Linked DNA regions of Gossypium hirsutum: region 1 is linked to region 2. A link is a contact called in public Hi-C data. All regions are on one chromosome and are shown on one strand. The core of a region is the stretch at or near the end of the contact, and the rest is flanking DNA. Distances in the headings are between cores, read along the strand shown. Region 1 has its middle 12 kb from the start of LOC107950413. Region 2 holds the start of LOC107910106 (sucrose synthase 2).

Region 1 (5,049 bases), core at 215-2,714, 130 kb after region 2:
TAATTTTACTATAATGGCAAAAGAATGAGAATACAAAAGATGGAGATAAAAACTAAATCTCAAAACCTGAAAACAAAAAATCCTCAAAACGTAAACATAAAATTCTAAAAGAATGCCACTCTGAGATTGTATCATGTGATCACCCAATTTTTATATAAAAATTCTTATTTTTAGGTATTGATCAAAATTATAAAAAAGTTGGCAAGCTTAGGGACTAATATGGAAAAAAATTAAAAAAAAAATCAGATTTAAAGACTAAATGTATAGATAGATTTGGTACAATAATAAAGGAAAACGGTTATTCCCAAACGAAGAGACAAATAATAAAGCTTATACAGTCAGGAATAATGTGAAAAAGGGATTCCATGTTTTAGTGTAGCGAGTAAAATTTCCATATTTCAACTCCCTGATCATTACAGAAGATGAGATTATTGTGCATGCATAATACAAGTGCCCTTCAAATTGCTTAAATTAAACTGAATATAGATGAAATGGTGTGCATACACACATCTATATAGATGAAAAAGAAAAGAAACTGAAGATGGGTAATTTTTAATTTTAAAAATGGTAAAACACATAAATCTTCTTATAGTTATTTTTTATTGTAAGCTTTGGATGTTTTTAATTAGGTTGATTGAATTTGTGCTCAATTACCTCCAGATACTAAGTTCAATTAGTGACTTTAAGTTGGGATAGATTAATAAGAAAAAGAAAAAAAAAGCAATTTGGGATTGTGGAAGATATGGTAATTTAAAATTGGGAGATTGTAGAAATGAGCTATGTATATTTAGGGTTTATGACTCAAAAGAAAGAGAATTTCCATTCTGATGTTGTGAAACTGTTTATGTTTAGGATTGGTACAAAGAACCTAACTCCATTACTGGACAAATTAGATCATACTTGTAATCTTGGTTTTGGCCACCCTCACATGGATTCCTTGCTCAAAAAGATGTGCAACCACCCCTCTTACTGATCTACAATAACACTTATATTTTACAAACGAATGTAAGGTGGAGTACTATGGAGTTAGATGTACCTTAAACAGCAAACTAAAAAACAAAGTCTTTTGAAGGTGAAAATAGAAAAGGAGACTTTGATTTGAAGAAAAAGGCAGTTTTGTTAACAGAGCAAACTAGTCCAGTTGGTGGTAGTTTTAGGTGCTTTGAAGGCCTAAAAAACTTTCAGCAACTGCTTCTTGTTACAATGAAAAGACGTGGAGAAAGAAAGATGATGAGAGTTTTGAATTGAGGGATTTCATGGGCTTGTGAGTTTTAGAGCATTAAACAAATATGTATTACCTACACATAGATATCAAGCCCATGAAACCCAAAAGAATAGGCACAAGTCCAAGCAAAATAGCTAAGCTCCATAACTGACAATAGCTCCTGCCAATCACTTAGTCCTTGCCCATCACTCACTTTCAGGCAACCAATGACACCTCCAGTATAAAAGGCTCCCTCATATTCCCTTTCAACTTGCTTCTATTATTTACTCTGACTTGCGTCAGCCCAACATCTCAGTAGCCCAGCTTCAATACTACCAGTTTGGGGCTTTGGGAGGGAGCAAAGCCCAAACGAATATTTTACTCTTCACGGGTTTACTATTCAAAGTCTAAACTCTCTTTTCTTCAAGGGCATTTCAATCGATTAATATGGTAAAAGTACCATAGAGGTCCTTGTATTAGGATTTGAATTGTATTTTACTACATCTATTAAAAAATTAACAAATTAGTCCCTATATGTTTGATCAAAGTGAATTGGTCCTTCTGTTAAAAACTTTATCCATTTCTACTGTTAAAAATTGGTCCATGTATGTTAGCATAAGGTATGCATGGCACATCGCGTGTCACTATTTGGTTATTCTTTCAACCATGCCAATTTTTAATGATAGAAATGAATGAAATTTTTAACAGAAAGGATCAATTCACTCTATGATCTAATGTACAAGGATTAACATGCTCATTTTTTAGTAGAGGGAGTAAAATACAATTTGACACCTAGTACAGGGACATCCATGATTTTTTTACCAAAATAAAATTATATACCTTAGTTGGATTATTAAATTTTTCATGATTGGTTCAGTTGGTTGAAATGTAATTTCTTTTTACTTTGCTAAGAAAATAAAAGATAATAATATTTTTAAATTGTAATTTGTGATTAAGATGACCAAATCATATATATATATATATATATATACACTACAAGGTCTTAAGGTCTCAATTGACATTAGCTGTCAATTTTTTGATATGTGGCATACTTATCCTATCGACACATGACAACATAATTTATCTATATATCCATTTTTTTTATAATTAATAGAAAATAATATTTTAAAATTATAATATATTTTTAAATTAATAGAAGATAATTTTAAAATGATAATAATTAGATGTTACACCCCTGTTTTACTTGGAAGGTGAACCATTAATTATAAATAAATTTATCTTATAATTATATTTTAACATTTATGTAAATAAATTTAAAAATATAGTCGAATGAAATACAATAATCTGACAAATCAAAAACTAAAATAATATATAATTTGTGAAATCCCTTTAAATATTTCTAATGGATCCACAAAAATAAATAATTTAAATAATACAAACAAACTCACAAATGATACAAATACATGAAAATAATTAAAATACAATCCTAAAAATATTATTTATATCTTCCAAATATTATTTCAGGAACAATTTTAATTAATAATTAATGTTTAAATAATAACAATTTTATAGTACAAATAAACAATTCATGCATCACATGGGATAAAATATGTACAGTTGTTCATGATTAGGGAGAGTAGCAAGATTTTTAAAAAAATAATTTGAACCAATCTTTTTGCGATTTAAATATTAAAAATTAATAAATCATTAAAATTATTTTTTATATTAATATTTATATATTTTTATAAATAAATTTAAAAAATAATATATATAATAAACACAAAAATGTAATAAACATGTGGAGTTGTGAATAGATACATTAGTTAGTGTTATTATTTCATATATACTATTTATATATGTTCTAATATTGTGGCATTGATTGGATTTATACAATTTTCACTTTTCATTTCACTCATTAATAAAAATAACATATAGTATTTGATACATTGTTACTAAGAAATTTAATTTTACAAGACCAATTAGTACACTTTAGGAGTCCAATAGAATAATATTTTACTTAGCACATTAAAAGAGTATGTGTTATCATTTAAATTCAATTTGTAGAATCTAAAAATTTTATCTACAAAATATCATATAATCATTTTAATAATGATAAATAGAGTTTATTAATGAGACAATAATCAAATTTTGAGTTCGATTTAATAATTATTATTCTATTATGATTTAAGAATAAATTGGACAAAGTCATTAAAAATTGAGAATATATTTACTCAAACCTTTCATTTTCATGTAAAAAATAATAGTATTGGAATTACTCTTATATTATTGAGTTTGGACATTGTTAACAATATCATATTATCGGTCTACAAGAAAATTGTTGAAGGAAACATAGTAATTTGATGATGGTAATGTGAGCTTAATGATCCAAACATGGTAATATCATATCACCGATTTTAAAAATGATAAAAAAATTTAAATCGATATAATAATGTGACGATGAAATCTTATATTTTCTTCCCATGATAATAACCCGATAAAAAAATGTTGAACCAAATATAGTAATATGATAATGGGATCTTACAATTCCTTAGTAACGATTATCTAATCTAAACATCCCCTTGTAACATCCCTAAAGGCCCCTAGGTTGTAAGAAGTATAAACTCGAGAATATATGTGTTAAGATTTCTTAGAGTAAATAAAATGTGAATTATCAGTGTTAGTAGAAAAAAGTATTGAGTATTGAAGGAAATTAAAACAAGTAAGATGTTGTGAGATAATGATTTGAAGCAAGGAATGAATCATAAAGAAGTGAAAAGGAATGGGGCCAAATCATAAATACTCAAAAGTTAAGGTTTCGAAGTAAGAAAGTGGAAAAAGTCTAGGGACTAAAGTTTTAATTTTGCCAAATATGTGAATGGACAAATTCTAAATATTAAAAAGTTTCAATGGCAAAATGGTCATGTTGGTGAGATTTTATAATTTTATTATTTTAAATAATATTTTATTATTTTAATATATATATGATAATTATAAAGAAAGTGTGAAGGAAATTATTTATACTTTCACAAAGCTCCCAACATCCATAAGAGGGAGAAGAAAGAAAGTTTGCACTTTATGTAATTTAGTCATTTTTCATTAAATCCACCATTTTCATCCAAAATTTATGAAAATTTCCATAGCCACCGAAAAGGAAAGTGAAGTAGAGATCCTAGAGAGTTTGATTGTCATTTTGGAAGAAATAAATTGGAGTTGGAAATGAAGTTAAGAGAAATTAGGAACTCAAGGTATCCAAGCTTGAAGATGAAGATGGAAATGTGAGAAAGCATGGGAATGTGAAGAAATTAAGGTAAGTGGTTTAAATTATTATGTTATATTTATTTGAGTGTTTAATTTGATGAGATATTGTAACAATTAATTTTGTGTAATTATTTTCTATGTTCTAAGTAAAGAAAATATTATGTTTATGTATGAAGAGAATGATGGATGATTTTAAGTGAATAATTAAAAGAAAGTGTGAGTGGTTTAATTATGAAAATTTATAATTCAAAATTTATTAGTGTGAATAACGAATTGTGTATTTGTGATGTTGAAAGTGTTAGATATTTATTTTGAATATTATTTGGATGAGTAAGTTGAAAAATTATTTGTTAATGTGATTAGTTTGATAAAAATTGAAGGACTAAATTTTAAATTTAAAAAATTCTGAAATTAAGGATTTAAATAGAGATATTAAATCTTGGGCTTTTATGATAAGACTATAAGAATATGATATTTAAAGTACTGGACAAATTGTACTTAAACTAGCATGTTTTAGATTAAAAGGACTAAATCAAGAAATTCATTAAAGTTCAAAATTTAAGAGTTGAAATGTGAAAATCTGAAATTTTAATATCTTAATTGTTATGTATAGTTTTTTTTTTAAA
Region 2 (4,731 bases), core at 290-2,789:
ACATATGCCTTTCCAAAGCTGTAAATGCGTCACCACACATAAAACAAGGCAAAATTTTCTTTTCCTAAAATCTAAAGGAACATAACACATAACTAGTGAAGTTGCAACTATGGTAAGGGGTTTAAAGGAAACCCCTCTGATGATTACTTACATGCCCTTTATATTTGTGGGCTCTCAGGAAATTAAGTAAAGGCTCCAAAGAATCTTTGTTACGGAACATGTTTGAAGACAGGTGACGGTTGAGGAATTGAACGCCATTGCCAATGGATGAAGAGCGGTTGGGCCGAGGAAAGGATGCATTGAATGGCTCAAAATCAAGCTCAAGCACAAAATGGTTGTCCTCCCTACGCAATGTGTAAAAAGAAAAATCTCAATGAGTTATGAGGTAGGACATACATAACCAAGTACTTTGAATCTATTGACTTCAAAGAAACAATAAACGCAACTTACAAAGAACAGAAAATAAGCTTACCCCACATCTGCAAGTGCTTCTTTGAAGCGAAGATATTCGGACACATCCAGTTGCTCCACGCTGAGTTCGTGAACATTGACTCGTACGTATTCCCAAACACCAGGTCTTGGGCGAATTGCTATAGCCACGTATGGAGGCAGAATTATGGCCTCCTGTAGTTATTAAAAAAGAAAAAAGAAAAACCCAACAATTTAGTATATTAAATACAATAACATAATCGAGACCGTACATATTCCATTTGGCAGACGTTAAAAGCTTACCTAGTACAAAGGCTGAAAGTTAGGCGTGAAAATTAAATAGCATTACTACTAAACTTCAGTTTACGTACACTCCTTTAAAGACGCAGCATCGAGGTAAGGAAAGAACATAAAACACATCCAGAAATTCATTTGTAAATTGAATTAGAGTAAATTCAGGAAAACAGAATCTTAAAAATAAAAAAATTAAAAAAAAAACCTAAAAGTTCAACTGAAACTAAATAGTACAAAAATATTTTAGCTGAAAAAACAATTAAGCATTTAAAAAGTATTAGATACTTTATTTACTGCCTCATGAATCACGGACGAAAATTAAATAAACATCTAAAAAAGTCGTTTATCCTTTTTAATATATAAAAGCTAACAATATCTTAAAAATTAATACGATAATTAAGGGGGGAAATGACCTGTGCAGATTTAAGGACTTCGCTAAAGGGACCATCACTTAGCTTCTCTCTAGCTTTGTCGTCGCCTACAACATTTTCCAGTTCATCGATCAAAGTATGCGGTTGCAGTATTCCTTTTCCCTGCGCCACGTACCTTCAAAATTCCACAACCCTAAACTTCAGTAACATATCTTCCTTTCCTTTCCTTTTACTTTTCATCGTTTTCCCATAAACCAAATAGAGACTACAAAATTTAAAATTCGGAAAAGAAAATAGAACAAGGTGATAGGAACTGTAAAATCGCGGAAGAGCGCACCTGGAGAGAAGAGCAACGAGCTCGTTACGATGAGCAGAAAGCGTGTCCTCCACGCGGTCCCTCATGCTAGGACTTCGACCGAGCTTAGGATTCGCCATCGTTAAACTTCGTATCTACTCTGTTACTGCTGTTGAAGTGAACTACTATTGATTGGAAAGAAAAAAAAGTGAAAAAGAGTTTTTATGAGAAATCGGTGAGTTTGAGTGAGCTTTGAGGCAATCGCTGCGGTTACATATATAATAATATAGATCAGCGCAGTGAGGGGATGACGGACGCAGCTAATGGTTTTACTCTTTGTTCATTGGATTTGCGACACGTTGAAATCATTTGTACTGAAGGCGAAAGTCCAAGTTGCCGCATCATGATGTTGAAACAAAATTGGATAATTTGATTATTTAGTCCCTCAATTATTCAGATGTTTGATTTTTGCCATTTTTATTGGTAAGAATGTAATAGAACGAATAATTATTTGATGCCAAATTGGATAGAAGAGAAGGTTCATTTCCCTTACGTTTCTTCAAAAACAACGTAAGATAATAAAAGTAAGACAAATTGACTCCACTAAAATATATTAAAATTGTGCTTGAAATTAGGAGCCTATAGGATATTTGTAAATTCTAGAATCTATAAATTTACTTAAAAATTTGACACATTAATTACAAAATATATAAAATTTTATTTAATGTGGGATTTAAATACACCATCTTTGACGATTAAAACTATGCTTTTATTATCAAAGCTAATTCTCATGATTTTTAAAATTAAATCAAATAATTAATAATAAAATTTAATATAGTATTTAAATCATTAATAATGAATTTAAATATGTTTAAAAATAATTTATCAAAAAATATATCCCATTTAACATCTTATTCTATTAAATCTCATATAGCTTCTCTTCAGTCTTATTCTTTTGTGAACAAAAAGATAGAGTCATCAAAATTTTTAGATTTACAATTATCCCTTTTATTATTTGATCAATTCAATTAGTTAATTTTTTATAACAAAAACAATAATATTTATATAATTAAAATAAATATTATGATATATTATATAATGTAAAATTGTATACATACATGTTTAATGGCATATAATATATTAATTGTTATATAATTAAATTATGAATGTAAAATAATTATTATAACATTATGATATTACAATGTGCATATTTCTATTAACGAAATGCAATCTAAACCTTAAATATGTAATTAATTGTATATAGGCTAGGATCCTCTTACATCAACTAGACTCACTCCTACATAAAAAAAAAACTTTTTTACGAACCAATCTTAATTTCAAATAAACCACTCTTTTTCGTTTGTTTCTCTTTTCTTACATTCTTTATTAGTAGAGGGGATCCTTGAGAAAGATTTTTTACCAATTCGGTAGAATTTGACATATGGCGATGTTATTTCTAGTTGACATGCCAAATAAAATTTGATATGTAACCTTATATACAATTATGCTATCATAATATACATAACTAATATACCTTAATTATATATTGTATATATTATAGTATACCATAAAATTAAGAGTAAACTATCAAAATAGTCACTTTTGTTTATCATAGGCTATCTTTTAGTCACTTATGTCTAAAATGTTACGTTTTAGTCACTTACGTTAATGTGTTGTAACATTTTAGTCACTGAACCGTTAATTGTTGTTAATGGTGTAATGGTAAGCTGACGTGACACAGTAAATCATCATTTCAAACAAAAATTCTACGTTAAATTATACAATTGGCCCCCATAATTTTTTTCGTTTTGAGCAATTTAATTTTTTTTCTTTTATGTTCTTTTAACTTTCATTTTTTTTCTTTATTTTTCATTCTTTTCTACTTCTTCTATTTTCCTCCCTTCTCCATCTATTTTAATATAATTTTTTTATGTTTTCTATTTGTTAAAACTAAAGAGGAAGAAGAAAAGGAAAATAAAGAAGTAAAAATTAAAAATTAAATTGTTCAAAAAATTAAAAGTATAGGGACTAGTTTTAACAAATGGAAAATAAAGAACATTAATTTAAAACAAAGGGAGAAGGGAGGAAAACAAAGGGAGAAGCAGAAGAGAATGGAAAATAAAGAAAAAAAGAAAGTTAAAAGAACATAAAAGAAAAAAATGCTCAAAACGAAAAAATATGGGGACCAATTGTATAATTTAACTTAAAATTTTTGTTTGAAATGACGATTTAACGTGTCACGTCAGCTTATCGTTACACGTTAACGACAATTAACGACTCAGTGATTAAAAAGTTACAACACGTTTACGTAAGTGACTAAAATGTAATTTGAGGTAAACAAAAGTGACTATTTTAATAGTTTACCCAAAAATTAATTATATGTTTAAGGTTTAGGTTACACATCATTAATAGAAGAATGCACATTGTAATGTCATATTGTTATAATAATTATTAAACATTCCCAGTTTAATTATATAACAATTGATATATATTATATGTCCTTAAAAGTATATGTATACTATTTTTATAATATAATATGTACTATGTCACATTACAAAATAAATTCATATTATAATATTTATTTTAAATTACATAAATATTAGTTAATTTTTGTTTAAAATGATTTAATTAATTGAGTTAATCAAATAATAAAAGAGATAATAATAAATTTGGAAATTTTGATGATTTTAAATCTCATTTCTGATAAATTTTTAAATTTGTTATAATTATTTGTAATTATTATATTTAATTTTATTATTAATTAAATATTTAATTTTAAAAAATATTTTTATTGATATTTATATATTATTTAAAAGAATATCTTCTGCCATGTTATTAATTGGACCTACTGATTTTAAAATCAATTAAAATGTTTAAAATTAATTTAAGAAACTAGACACTAGAGAAACCATTGAAGGCCAACTGATTTGCTAAAAAACAAAGCCCACGCCTTTGCAAATTCATAAAAAATGGTGAACTTTAAAAAGGTGGTCCAATGATGTTCTATTGTCTACTTCTTTTTATTATTTGTCCCACCATATCCTTATCCATTATAGATAAAGTTAAAGTAAGATCATTTTTAGTCTTAAATAATTAACTCATATTGAATATAATAATAATAACATAAATTAGCTACTCCAATAATTATTGCTAATCTTTGTTGGACATCACATGATGGCTCTTCTTTTAACTTTTACCTGGACTCTTCTTTTAAATTTTAATTAGATAGGTTAATTATTCGAGCTATTCGTCTATGTTCAAATATTTACTCGAAATTTGAGAAGGTTTGGATAAAAATATTAGGTTCGGAAAATAGATTTGGATAAAAAATTAGTCCCGTTT

Evidence for each region. Hi-C and Micro-C count contacts between places; a contact is called where the count stands out from the background.
Region 1: a Hi-C map of leaf shows a contact between it and region 2, with 1.8 times the contacts expected there. The contact joins the enhancer-like site here to the promoter of LOC107910106 in region 2. A contact is called at or near these places in 3 of 34 Hi-C or Micro-C datasets (callus and leaf).

What each region holds. Positions count from the first base shown.
Region 1 is chrD08:46,551,642-46,556,690 of Gossypium_hirsutum_v2.1, forward strand. No RefSeq gene overlaps it. Among protein-coding and RNA genes, the nearest start is that of LOC107950413, 12 kb to the right of the region's middle. Within about 2 kb of position 1,465, at least 4 of the 9 cell types and tissues checked have an H3K27ac peak or open chromatin away from gene starts, as enhancers often do. A contact at or near this core is called in leaf, where this site is marked.
Region 2 is chrD08:46,419,998-46,424,728 of Gossypium_hirsutum_v2.1, forward strand. LOC107910106 (sucrose synthase 2) reads right to left here and starts at 1,540. Exons shown (of 15, transcript NM_001327032.1): 1 at 1,432-1,540; 2 at 1,137-1,269; 3 at 473-624; 4 at 152-344. The coding sequence starts at 1,529.